3 separate regions of the Sus scrofa genome follow, and all the other regions are linked to region 3. A link is a contact called in public Hi-C and HiChIP or PLAC-seq data. All regions are on one chromosome and are shown on one strand. Each heading gives the region's core, a stretch centred on a gene start, on an enhancer-like site or on the middle of the called end of the contact. The rest is flanking DNA. Distances are from core to core; before and after follow the strand shown.

Evidence for each region. A called contact is a pair of places that touch in the nucleus more often than the background predicts. HiChIP or PLAC-seq counts read pairs in DNA pulled down with a chosen protein or histone mark.
Region 1: a contact with region 3 is called in an H3K27ac HiChIP or PLAC-seq map of alveolar macrophages. The contact joins the promoter of THAP2 here to the promoter of RAB21 in region 3. A contact is called at or near these places in 1 of 5 promoter capture datasets (liver), 13 of 47 Hi-C or Micro-C datasets (alveolar macrophages, brain, embryonic fibroblasts and 6 more) and 2 of 2 datasets of contacts at active chromatin or transcription factors (alveolar macrophages and skeletal muscle).
Region 2: a Hi-C map of skeletal muscle shows a contact between it and region 3, with 4 times the contacts expected there. The contact joins the promoter of TMEM19 here to the promoter of RAB21 in region 3. A contact is called at or near these places in 1 of 5 promoter capture datasets (liver), 6 of 47 Hi-C or Micro-C datasets (embryonic fibroblasts, heart right ventricle, liver and 1 more) and 2 of 2 datasets of contacts at active chromatin or transcription factors (alveolar macrophages and skeletal muscle).

The regions. Positions count from the first base shown.
Region 1 is chr5:35,668,960-35,672,955 of Sscrofa11.1, reverse strand. It overlaps THAP2 (THAP domain-containing protein 2), which reads right to left and starts at 1,676. Exons shown (of 3, transcript XM_003126383.4): 1 at 1,034-1,676. The coding sequence starts at 1,104. It overlaps ZFC3H1 (zinc finger C3H1 domain-containing protein), which reads left to right and starts at 1,765. Exons shown (of 35, transcript XM_021092001.1): 1 at 1,765-2,628. The coding sequence starts at 2,031.
Region 2 is chr5:35,689,449-35,693,560 of Sscrofa11.1, reverse strand. TMEM19 (transmembrane protein 19) reads right to left here and starts at 1,564. Exons shown (of 6, transcript XM_003126376.6): 1 at 874-1,564. The coding sequence starts at 1,069.
Region 3 is chr5:35,755,416-35,759,338 of Sscrofa11.1, reverse strand. RAB21 (ras-related protein Rab-21) reads right to left here and starts at 2,066. Exons shown (of 7, transcript XM_003481659.4): 1 at 1,623-2,066. The coding sequence starts at 1,772.

The DNA of each region.
Region 1 (3,996 bases), core at 427-2,926, 86 kb after region 3:
CAACTCCGGGAAGATAATTTCCTGGATCCCTAGTAGGAGAGGCAAATAAGAGCTTGGTACACATTCGATGGGTGAATGAACAAAGGACTACATGTGCATGAAGTAGATGACAAAAAGAAACACCACAAGAGTTTTTGTTTGTTTGTTTTTTAGTACTAACTTTTAATAAGAAGGTACATTTAGTCATAATGAGATAAGGAGAAAGGTCAGGGTTATTTTCCACATTCTACGACCTTATTAAGCTGTGAGGTATATAAAATCAGAACTGTTTGCACTCAACTTTTTGAATCCTTCCTTTCTTCAGGCATATGGCAGGCATTTGTAGAGAAGGTAAAACATTTACCTAAGTACTTATGTCATATAGTGTTCAAAGCCCTTTCAAGAGGTCTGATTTAACAGAACTAAAGAATTTTGCTTGCTCTTCCAGCAAACGTAGGAAAAACACAATCCGGGTTCCTTTTATTATACTACTCTGCATACTAAAAGAAAAGAAAGCTTTCATTTCCCACTTTCATTAACATCGCTTAATTCCACGGCTATTAATGATGACTCAATTCCTCCACAAAATTACTGCCTGTGACTAAAAGATTAAAAATCCAAATGCTTCCCATGTCAGTTCAGCCAGTAAGAATTAACTTCTAATGAGAACACAGCAGGCTTTTTAGGTGATTGCTGGCTTGAACAGGAAGATCTCACTTCCTCTTACGGTGTCATTAATGTCAAGACCTGATCTAATACACAGGAGTAAAAGAGTAGAAAATTAAGGTATCTTCCTTGTCACTTTCTAAAGGAGCAATCACCGTACAGAACTTGGCTCTCTTTCTCAAAGTGAGCAAACCTTCCCCGAAGGGAGAGAAAAATTGGACAGATTTGAGAAACACACACAAAGGGTAAAAATGTTGCGCCTCTGCTACTAGTTAGCTACGGAAGTTATCAGAATTAGTAGAATCCTCCCTGGTCTTCCCCCCCGCCCCAAGCGATACCCAGTCAAGGAACTCCCGTTTTCGTCACCCGCACTCCCTGCCCAGGTTACCTGTGGAAGCTGATGTTAATGTGCTTGTTGTAGGTAGTAGCACAGCCCGCCGCGGCGCAATTGGTCGGCATTTCCCTTTCCCCCTCATTCGGCGCTGTCTTAAGCCTGATTTGAGGTGCGGGTTGCTACGCTCCCTTCGGGCAGAGACTGGGGAAGCGTGGCAGGGGAAGGGCCAAAGAACTGAGTCGTGGGACCTGCGTGCGAGGAAGGGGTTGTGTATGCGTGTTGTGTGTGTGTGTGTGTGTGTGTGTGTGTGTGTGTGTGTAGCTGGGGGGGGGTAGTCAACCTTCCCTTTCTCTTTATTAATATGGCGGACTTGGGGCAGCAGAGCCTACAGTCCTGGAGCTCCAGTCCCCTTCGTTTGCCTTCACCAACATGGCGAACGCAACCCGCCCTACCGCTGGCTCCCAAAAGAGAGGGACTACTGGTCTCTTTGGTAGTTGTTCTTTGAGCAATCGAAGAGGTATGCCCCCCACCAGCCCCCTATCACTATGAAATATGAATCTCGCAGCCGAGATTAAGAAGAGACCCGCCTACCCTGCCACGCACCCAGAAACCCGAGTTTAGGGTCTGGAGTAGCTAACAGGCACAGATTTTGGAAGGACAAACGGAAAGCAATACTCAAAAAAAACTACAACGCCCACTGAGAATCGCGTCGTCCTAATTTTTATCGCGTGAATTGGGAGCCTTGTTTCCTGCGTGCTTCGGGAAGTGACGTCACGAGTAGAGCCACTTCCAGAGACCCTTTCTCGCGAGGCGGAAGAGCCCCGATCGCGGAGAGCAAGGGGGCGCTAGGGAAGGGAACTGAATTGCGACGGTCCGGCGAGAAAGAGCTGGGGTGCGGGGAAGTTGGGGAGCAGAGCCCACTAGGTGTCCGAGTACTGTAAAACCGCACCGACCGGGTCCGTTAGGAAAAAAGGAAACAGAGGAGGAAGACAATTGTAGGGTGGATCCCCGGACAGAGGGCTAAGGTTGTGTGGAAGGCACTGCTCCCGGGATGGCGACCGCAGATACTCCGGCCCCGGCCTCCAGTGGCCTCTCGCCCAAGGAAGAAGGGGAGCTCGAAGATGGAGAGATCAGCGATGACGATAATAACAGCCAGATACGGAGCCGGAGCAGCAGCAGCAGCAGTGGCGGAGGGCTGTTACCGTATCCGCGGCGAAGGCCTCCTCACCCGGCCCGGGGTGGTGGATCCGGCGGAGGCGGTGGCTCCTCCTCGTCGTCGTCCTCTTCTCAGCAGCAGCTGAGGAATTTCTCACGCTCACGGCACGCGTCGGAGCGGGGCCACCTCAGGGGACACAGCAGCTACCGACCCAAAGAGCCGTTCAGGTCTCACCCGCCTTCCGTGCGGATGCCTTCGAGCTCACTGTCCGAAAGCAGCCCCCGGCCGTCCTTTTGGGAACGGAGCCACATTGCCTTGGACCGTTTCCGTTTTCGAGGCAGGCCTTACCGGGGTGGGAGTCGCTGGAGTCGGGGGCGAGGAGGGGGTGAGCGAGGAGGCAAGCCGGGGGGCAGACCTCCCCTAGGAGGAGGAGCAGGATCTGGATTCAGCAGCAGTCAGAGCTGGCGAGAGCCCTCTCCACCTCGGAAGAGTTGTATCCTTAACGTGGCGGTCTGCCCTGGGTGTGTCACTACTAAAGTTCCTTTTAGCGTCATTGCTAGGTCTTTGAGATGAGTAACTTTTCTGAACCATCAGAACCGCTTGTCACTGTAAGTATACTTAACGTAGTTGGTTCTTTGGTAATCTCCATGTGTCAAACCGTAGCGTTATTTTAAAAAATTACTTTATTGAGTTTATTGCTTTTTAATAAATATTTACGTGTTATGGATGGGGGCCAAACTAATGGAACCTAAGGAAGTGTAAAATCAGATCTGTAATATTACATCAGAAGCCCAAGTTTCATTAACCCTCTTTTTAATACTACCCTTGCTTTTAGGTGATGTTGACTTAGATTTTTAGAGGAAGAAAAAAAATATTAGCCATAAAAAGTTTGGGGAATACCATTGCTTATATCATATTGCACTGCGACATTGGAAATTGTGAAGTTTCATTCTGCATAATCCTACTGCTTTTATTTGAGTCTGTTTTAACCTTTCTATCTTGATTTATTCTTACACATTGCTGCCTTCTAAAGTTGGAAAAAAAAAACCCCGGTATATTCACCAGCTCTATTAATTCAGAGGCTTTAAATTTATATGTCTTTTTTGGAAAACTTTAAGTCTTATTTCTTATGTTCACATTTTTGACATTTTATAACTCTTAGAGTTGGGCTACAGAGAGAATGAAACTTAACAGCATTTTTATCTCAATATATTGGAAACCATGGGATTTATGGGAAGGTGGAGATTATGGAGAGATTGAGAAGGAAAATTGCAAAATATCTGTTTTTTGTCCCTTCTGATCTTTAAACATTCCTGAGTTTACTCATCTGAAGATTTGCCATTTTAAGATGTGTTTATATGTCTGTGTCTTGACTTATTCCATGATAACCACATAAAAAGTTTACTAAGAACTTTATTACTGATTGTAATTTCCATGGTGTAATGATTTTTTAATATATTCATTATATATGACACTTAACATATAATGACATTTGTTTGGGAGACAGTGAACATTATTTTCATGGGATACTCAGGCCCAAATTGTCTTTCCCAGATGTCAGGATAGAAATATAGGTTTAGGTAAGAAGTAGCAGCTTCTGGTGCTAGTGCTCTGAAAAAATTACAACCAAAAGTTGGATTAGGAGCACTCCAGGATTGTTTCAGAAAAAATCATTTTGGTATTTAACTTTTTTTTTCTTTTCTTTTTTGACCGCCCCGAGGCATATGGAGTTCCTGGGCCAGGGATCAGATCCGAGCCACAGTTGTGACCTACGCCACAGTTGCAGCACTGGATCGTTAAGCCACTGTGTCGGGCCAGGGATCAAACCTGCATCTCATCGCTCCAGAGATGCCACAGCAGG
Region 2 (4,112 bases), core at 315-2,814, 65 kb after region 3:
CACTTTTCCTTTGAACTGAACAGTATTCTGTGGGTTTTGTTTTTGTTTTTTTTGGTTATTGTTCGTGTTTTGGCCTCAGTCCTGGCATGTGGAAGTTCCTGGGCCAGGGATGGAACCCACGCCACAGGAGCGACCCAAGCTGCTTCAGTGACAACGCTGGAACTTTAACCTATGCTGTGCAACTAGGGAACTCCTATTTTTTGTAAAGGGGTACCAAGGAAGTTTGTACAAAGGCTTGGATCCGGCATTGCTGTGGCTGTGGTATAGGCTGGCAGCTGTAGTTCCAATCTGACCTCTAACTTCAAACTGGGCACTTTCATATGCCGTGGGTTGGCCCTAAAAAGACAAAAAATAAAAACCCTAAAGATTTGAGTCTAGAGTATTTATGCAAATTGGTTTCAGGCTTTAAAACAGGTCTGTTCTTCTGAAGGGACCAAAGTGCAGACAAAAAAAATCCAAATCTCCAAGTGTAAATATTGTGTCATCTTTTATTTTTACTTTTTATTTTGTACAAGACACATGGAACTGGTAAACCACCTCACTAATATTCTTAGTAAAGGCATCACTGCAAGTGCTTTACAAAATTAAATTTCACCTCACTTACTCTCCACCAAACTAGATGCAATAATTACATAAAACATAAAAACATATTTTTCAAACTGCTGTAACTAGTATTATGACAAACGGCAATGCTCAAAGGCTTTAAAAGGTTCAAGGCACTGTATATTTCCAGGTTAGTTAAGGTAATTCAGGCCCCGGAAGTTAACTAAACACAACAGTTTACAACTATTCAGAAGACAAGAGTTTTGTCTTTCACAACGGTACCTTTTAAATCCCACAAATTAAAAAGACAATCAAAACATTCATACTCACCATAATAGGTGCTTGCAGTCATAGACATAATCCAGAAAGCTAAAGAAATGCAAATGATCAGGCTCAGTATAACTATATTAGTTATCATCTTTATATATTTTTTGCATGAATTGTTATCAAGATCTGTCATGAAAAATGAGGATAGGAACACCTGGGGGAGAAAATGTTTCGCGTTTCTGAGGAAAAAAAAAGTCATTTAAGTGGCCAGCAAAACATTCGTGTAGAAGCCGACATCTTCCACCGACAGCAAAGTAATATAAACCCAAATATTTCCAAAAATTGGTCTGGCTGAGCGCTGCCAGAGGAGTCTGGGTGAGGTTAAAACCTCGCTGCAAGAGCGTAGCGTAACTCCTCAGGGCGCCGGCTCGCGGACAGCAGTCACTTCACACCTGAACTCTCGGGAAGGGGAAGCGGAGGCAGCCAATCAGCGGCCGGGGGTGGCTAGCTCCGCCCCCGCCGCCTGCCACGCGCTGACGCCCGGGGTCGGTGGCGCAAAGGGGCGGAGTCAGAGCTTAAATGTGGGGTGTCCCGCTGGCAAGTCCAGCGCAAGGGAGCGCGGTCACGTCCGGATGGACGCCTGCACCGCCGGGTCCAGCGGGCCAGGGCCAAGGACCCTAGCGCTCAGCCCGCGACTTGCTGTGCGCCCGTCTCCCCTGGCTCGCCTCTTAGGCGCATGCGCCGTGGCCACCTGTGGGCGGTACCTCGATCACGCGAGCATTTAAAGGGCGGCTCCAAGGGCAGCTGGAGCGGGAGGACGGAGCAAGGAGGTTCCGTGTTCAGTCCGGTGTGTGTTTGTAATGCGTTGTAATGTAGTGCGTTGTAAAGCTTCCTAGAATCTAGACACTTGGAACACCTGAAAGGCCCTCCGTTTCCAGAATAACCCCAAAAGTGAAACCACCACCTCGGTAGTAATAGTATAGATGATCATTCATGCAAGTGAATTTAGACCAAGTCCATGTTGAGAATACAATTCGAATGTTTTTCCATCTATGAACAGCTCATTCCGTACAATATCATGTACTTTTCAGGGGGAGAGTATTGGGCTGTAGAAAGGGAATTTTATGACTGAGGAAATCATTTTAAAACAACACAGTTTAGCGCTTATAAACTGCTGGCTGCTGGAGGTGTAAAGATAGCTTTGCATAGTTCCTGCTATTGAACTCTCAAATAATTATTATTTGTTCTCACATCTTTCATAAATTCTGTGCAGGAGTTCCCCATTGTGGCTCAGAGGTAACAAACCTGACTAGTATTCCTGAGGAGGAGGGTTTGATCAATGGCCTTGCCCAGTGGGTTAAGGATCCGGAGTTACCTGTTGTCCTGAGCTACTGTGTAGGTTGCAGACATGGCTTGGATCACGTGTTGCTGTAGCTGTGTTGTAAGCGGGCAGCTGCAGCTCCAATTCGACTGCTGGCCTGGGACCTTCCATGTGCTGTGGGTTCGGCCTTAAAAAAAATAAAAACTAAAGTCTGTGCATTCAGTCAATTTATTTACAAAGCAGACCACTCCTTACTATTAAAAGTCTGCCTCGGTGTTCCTGTGGTTGCTCAGCAGAAACGAATCCAACTGAGGAACCATGAGGTTTCGGGTTCAATCCCTGGCCTCACTCAGTGGGTTGAGGATCCTGTGTTGTCATGAGCTGTGGTGTCCGTTGCAGACGCCGCTGGGATTTGGCGGTTGCGGTTGCTGTAGCTGTGGAGTAGGACTGCGACAAGAGCTTCTATTAGACCCCTAGCCTGGGAACCTACATATGCTGCGGGTACTACCCTGTAGAGACAAAAAAAAAGTTAAAAAAAATAAATAAAAGTCTGACTCTAGCGATTGATTTCACGTTTTATTTGAAATTAACTTTTGTTTGCTGGGTTAACAGTGACATTGATAATATTATATTCTGAAATTTTTTAGTTAATTCCTTACAGTGTAGGAAGACACCTCAGTTTCAGACATTTTACCCAAATTTATTTTAGCCCGCTAAAAATAATTACATTTTGAAAACTCACACTATAATACATGCCAAGACTACTTAAAGCCCTTTGCTTTGGTTAGCTTATGAACTGAGAACCAAATTTGCAAAGTAGGACTAAATAGTAGTGGCTTTCTCTTACTAGACTACATGCATATATGGTCTTTATGCAGAAATTTTTTTTCCACTTCATTTTTGTCTGGGTCTGTTTATAGGTAAATAACTGGATTACCTCAGAAAATTGAATGGCCACTATCAGTGATACCACACAATTGGGTAGAGTTATTAGTAATAAAACCTAATATTTTTGTGGTTTGCTAGTAACCTTGTTTTTGTCTCTGCTTAGAGAAAATTATGAACTAGGTTGCTTTCCCCCAACCCTCTGTTCAGTAGTCAGTCATAGGGTGATCTTGTCTGATTTTTGGTGTTCTGTGAGATTGTCTTCAACAGAAAACCATGACCTCACTGTATCAGGCCATCTTCTAACAACACTGAAGTCTAGCTGTGTCAGGCTAGTTTCTGAATATCAGGGATGATTTTCTCTCTCATAAATAACTAGCTAAAATTGCTTATTAAATAATAACGATGTTGGTAACTAACACTTCAAATAAATATTTCTTTTCCATTTTTTCCCTGTGTCCATTTTTCCCTGTGTCCCTGTTGCCATTGTTCTTCATAAAACAAGTTATTCTACCTTAAGGCTGAAATAATTAGGAGGACTTAATATAGTTAAAAATATTCTTTAGAAAGAAACACGATTTTATGATCTGATAATTTTAAACTTTTTGATAATCTGAAAACCTGTCAACAAAGTCTTTATCTTTTAGCTTTAAATCCACTTTCTAGGAGTTCCTGTCGTGGCTCAGTGGTTAACAAATCTGACTAGGAACCGTGAGGTTGAAGGTTCAATCCCTGGCCTTGCTCAGTGGGTTAAGGATCCAGTGTTGCCATGAGCCGTGGTGTTGGTTGCAGACGTGCCTCGGATCCCCGCATTGCTGTGGCTCTTGCGTAGGCCAGTGGCTACATCTCCGATTAGACCCGAAGCCTGGATACCTCCAGATGCTGAGGATGCAGCCCTAGAAAGGGCAAGAAAAAAAAAAATCCACTTTGTAGCAAGTTTCTGGTTCAGCATTTCCTAAACTACATTCCTCAAGATATTAGTAAGGATGCTACCCTCTGTCACCACCTCCCCTCCTAAATACCTCTGATCAGATTTAAAGTTGAGACATTTTGTTGCCATTACAAGTGATTAGATATAGTTCCCTGTGCTATACAG
Region 3 (3,923 bases), core at 817-3,316:
TGTGGCAATATGATGGCCAGCAAATTACTCAATTTTGCCACACTTGTTTCATCACCTGTAGAATGAGGCTAATAAAACTATCCACCTCATAAAGCTGTTATAAGAATTAAAAGACAGAAGTAAAATACCTAGCACAGTAAGAACTAAATGTTAGATATTATTATACTTTACCTAAATAAACTTCTAAACTTCCAACTGACCATAGGTATTTATCCTATGAATTTCCCTGATCTCACTAATAACTCAACTACAACTAAAATTGCATTAAGTGACCCTATACAAAGACATGAGAAAAAAAAAATGCAGTTTCCTGACATTCACTATTTCAGATATTATGCTTTACAGAGGAGTAAAAATAGAACATGGAATCAGAACCAGAGCATCTTTGTAAATTCTAGACTTGGTAGTTTAAAAATAGCATCAAACATCAAATGTCACAATAATTAGGAGATTGTGCATTCTATTAAATAATGTCCATGTACTTATGAACGACACAATCACTAATTAGGATGTATTGTGCAATTGGGGGTAGTAATAATAAAGATAGAGAGCTTACACTGGACCAGGTCCTAAGTGTTTTTATGTGTATTTGCTCTGACAACCCCAAGAGCTAGATATTACTATCAGGGCCATTTTAACAGATGAAGAAACTTAGGCACAGAGAGGTTAATTAACTTGCCCAAGATCAAACAGCTAGTTAAAGGGATGGAACTGCGATATGAACCTAAACATCAGGCTCAAAAGTCCATTAGATTTTACTGCCTCTGACTAAATTGATCAGGGCAGATTCGTTGGAAACTTTTCTTCTAACACGTGCAAACTGATTTCTTTGGAAGAGGGAGACTCCAACCACCTCAAAAGCCTGAATTCACTCCCAATTAATGACTACATTTTAACACTTTTCTGACTAACCATGATGTATCTGCTGATGAAAGGCGGCCCTAAATTACAACCAAAGAAATAGTATTTGTAGCTAAACTGTTAGTTTGAGGACCATGACGTTTCCATGTGAATATGGATCGACCCACATCGCTGAATACAAGTGACCCACAAGTCAGACCTACGCAGGCAGCAATGGAACTGCGTAACCCACACCGGCAAGCGGTCATTTCAAAAACCCTCTGGAGATGAATGTTTTGCCAATCACCATATTACTCGAAGACAGGACAAAATGGAACATGCATAAACACTTAGTCATCAGTAAGAGCTGAAGTTATAAATCACCTAATTCGAAAAATCAAATCCTCAGCTAAATTCCTAATTCCGAAAGAAAGAAAAAGGACCGACACTGGTGGACCGCAGGGTGAAGACACCTAGGGCCTAAGCGGAAGCGAATCAAAGGGGAAAAACTAGTCCACCGATGGGGATTCCACGACATGCGCGGCCACACTGGGGACTTTTCAGGGCCCTTCCACTCCCCTCCCAACAGCCCGTCCTTGTGTCTCCAGGCTGCCCGGACAAACGCCGTCCCCAGGGCGAATTCGGAAAGTGAATCCGAAGGCGGAGGTGACAGGCCTGAGATATGAGAGCCCCGCGACACAGAGAACCGTGGCAACAAAGTCCTCTGAGCCCCGGAGGGGTAGGGGCCCCAAGGCGCCACTCCCGCTCCCCGGGGCCCGCACCTGCAGAGTGGTGATGTGCTTGTCGTTGAACTTGTTCTCGCAGTAGCGCAGCACCAACGACGTCTTTCCCACGCAGCCTTCCCCCAGCAGCACCACCTTGAACGAGTAGGCTCGGGCTGCCGCCGCCCCGCCGCCGCCGGCCGCAGCCATCCCGTCGCGTCCCTAACGCCCGAGCCCTAGAGCCGTGCCGAGCGCCCCACGGCCACCGCAGCTCCTTCACAGCCTCGGCCGACACAGGCCCCTCCGCATCGGCGCCGCCAATCCCGGGCGCCGTCTCCACTCCCTCCTCTGGGCAAGGCCTGGAAGGACCGAGGTAAAGTCCGAGAATGACGGGCCCCAGCCACCACGTCAGGTATCCGAGGAAAGGCAGAGCTGTCCCTCTCCGCCTCCCTCTAATGGCGTCTCCTTCCTCCTACGTCACACTTCGGGTCACATGATCGCCGCGGCCGCGTGCGGCCCCTGGGACGCGGCGTAGATTAACGTGTCTGGATGTGGGCGGGGCTTCTGGGGCCTCTTCCCCACTCCCGCCCCCACCCGCAGTGAGTTGGACGAGAGTGGAGTTAACTCCTGCCGGTCTCGCCTGCAGACCTAGGGTGTCTGCGGGGCACACCACTCTGCAGTTGCTGGGAGCAGGAATAAGGAATGAATAATTTCAAGCAACCCCAGCTCAGGTGGAATGTTGAAGTGCAGAATGTTGTTCATGCCTAGAGAATATTCGCAATGCTAATGACCTCTCCCATCCAGTGTCCCCATAAGCCGAATCTGCCAAGGTGCCGTCAGTATCTTGATAGTATTTCTCTGTGGGGTCCCAAATCCTAGCTATTGAACTTCAAGTTCCCCCAGACCACCTGGACTCTTCCTCATCTTTCAGGTGTCAGCTTAAACTCAAAGGCTTCCCTGACTACCCATCCTTCTCCTTCTATCCTTCCATCCCTTTCTTACCCACCTGAGTTAGGTAATTCATAACATTGGCAGAACCTCTCTAGCAGCGCTTACTTGGAAATTACTTTGCTGAATATTTTTACTAGGCTGTAAATTTGTTAAAGACAAAAACTACGTGAGAACTTGCTCCACCTTTGAGCTTCTGAATCCCAATGCCAGGCACATAATAGTCATTATATAAATATTTGGGAATGAATGATACATTTTAAACCATTATGCCTTGGTTTCCCAGTTTTTCTGTCTTCCATGAAGATCTTTTTTTTCCCTATGAAGGTTTTTTTTGGGGGGGGGAGGGAGAAGGGCTGTGTCTGCATCATGCAGAAGTTCCCCTAACAGAGATCAAACCCCAGCCACCCCAGTGACCCAAACCACAGCAGTGGAAACTTGGGATCCTTAACAACTAGGCCACTAGGAAACTCTGCCCCATGAAGTTTTTGACATACTGTATTGATACCACCTTGATAGGCCTGGCTTCTTTGATGATTGCTTATATTTCCTCATCTGCATCCTCTTTCTTTCATGAAACATACTCTTCCAAGAAACCATACTAGTGCTAAAAGTTTGCAACTAGAAATTTGATGTCATTTAGGCAAATATTTTTTATGAGACTCCTTTTCCACTTCAAACCAGATAGTCCATTCATTCATTCAACAAATATTTGAAGGTGCCCACATATGCCAGGCACTGTATGAACAAGATACAATGCCTATGTCATAGAGCTTACATTTTAGCAGGGAAGACAGACACATTCATTATATAAGGAATGCTTTCATCCTGATAAAGCAGTTCAGCTATGTTGCAAATGTATATGGGGATCCAAATGGTTCAGCATATAGGGGAGGCTTCTGGGAAAATGTTACTTTTGAGTAGGAGTAACCTAGGCAAAAAGGAAGGAGAGCTTTGCAAGCAGAGAGTAGGGTGTACTATTTTTTTTTTTTTTTTTGTCTTTTTGCTATTTCTTGGGCCGCTCCCACGGCATATGGAGGTTCCCAGGCTAGGGGTCGAATCGGAGTTGTAGCCACCGGCCTACGCCAGAGCCACAGCAACGTGGGATCCGAGCCGCGTCTGCAACCTACACCACAGCTCACGGCAACGCCGGATCGTTAACCCACTGAGCAAGGGCAGGGACCGAACCCGCAACCTCATGGTTCCTAGTCGGATTCGTTAACCACTGCGCCACGACGGGAACTCCAAGGGTGTACTATTGCTTTCAGATAGGAATGAGTACATGAGGATGAGAAGTGTGGTAAGAATGCAGAGAGCTTCAGATGAAACCGGCATTGGTATGGAAGCCAGGAATCAATACTGAAAGGTCCTTTCAGCAAATGAAGGGTTTTAATAAGGAGATGATATAATCAG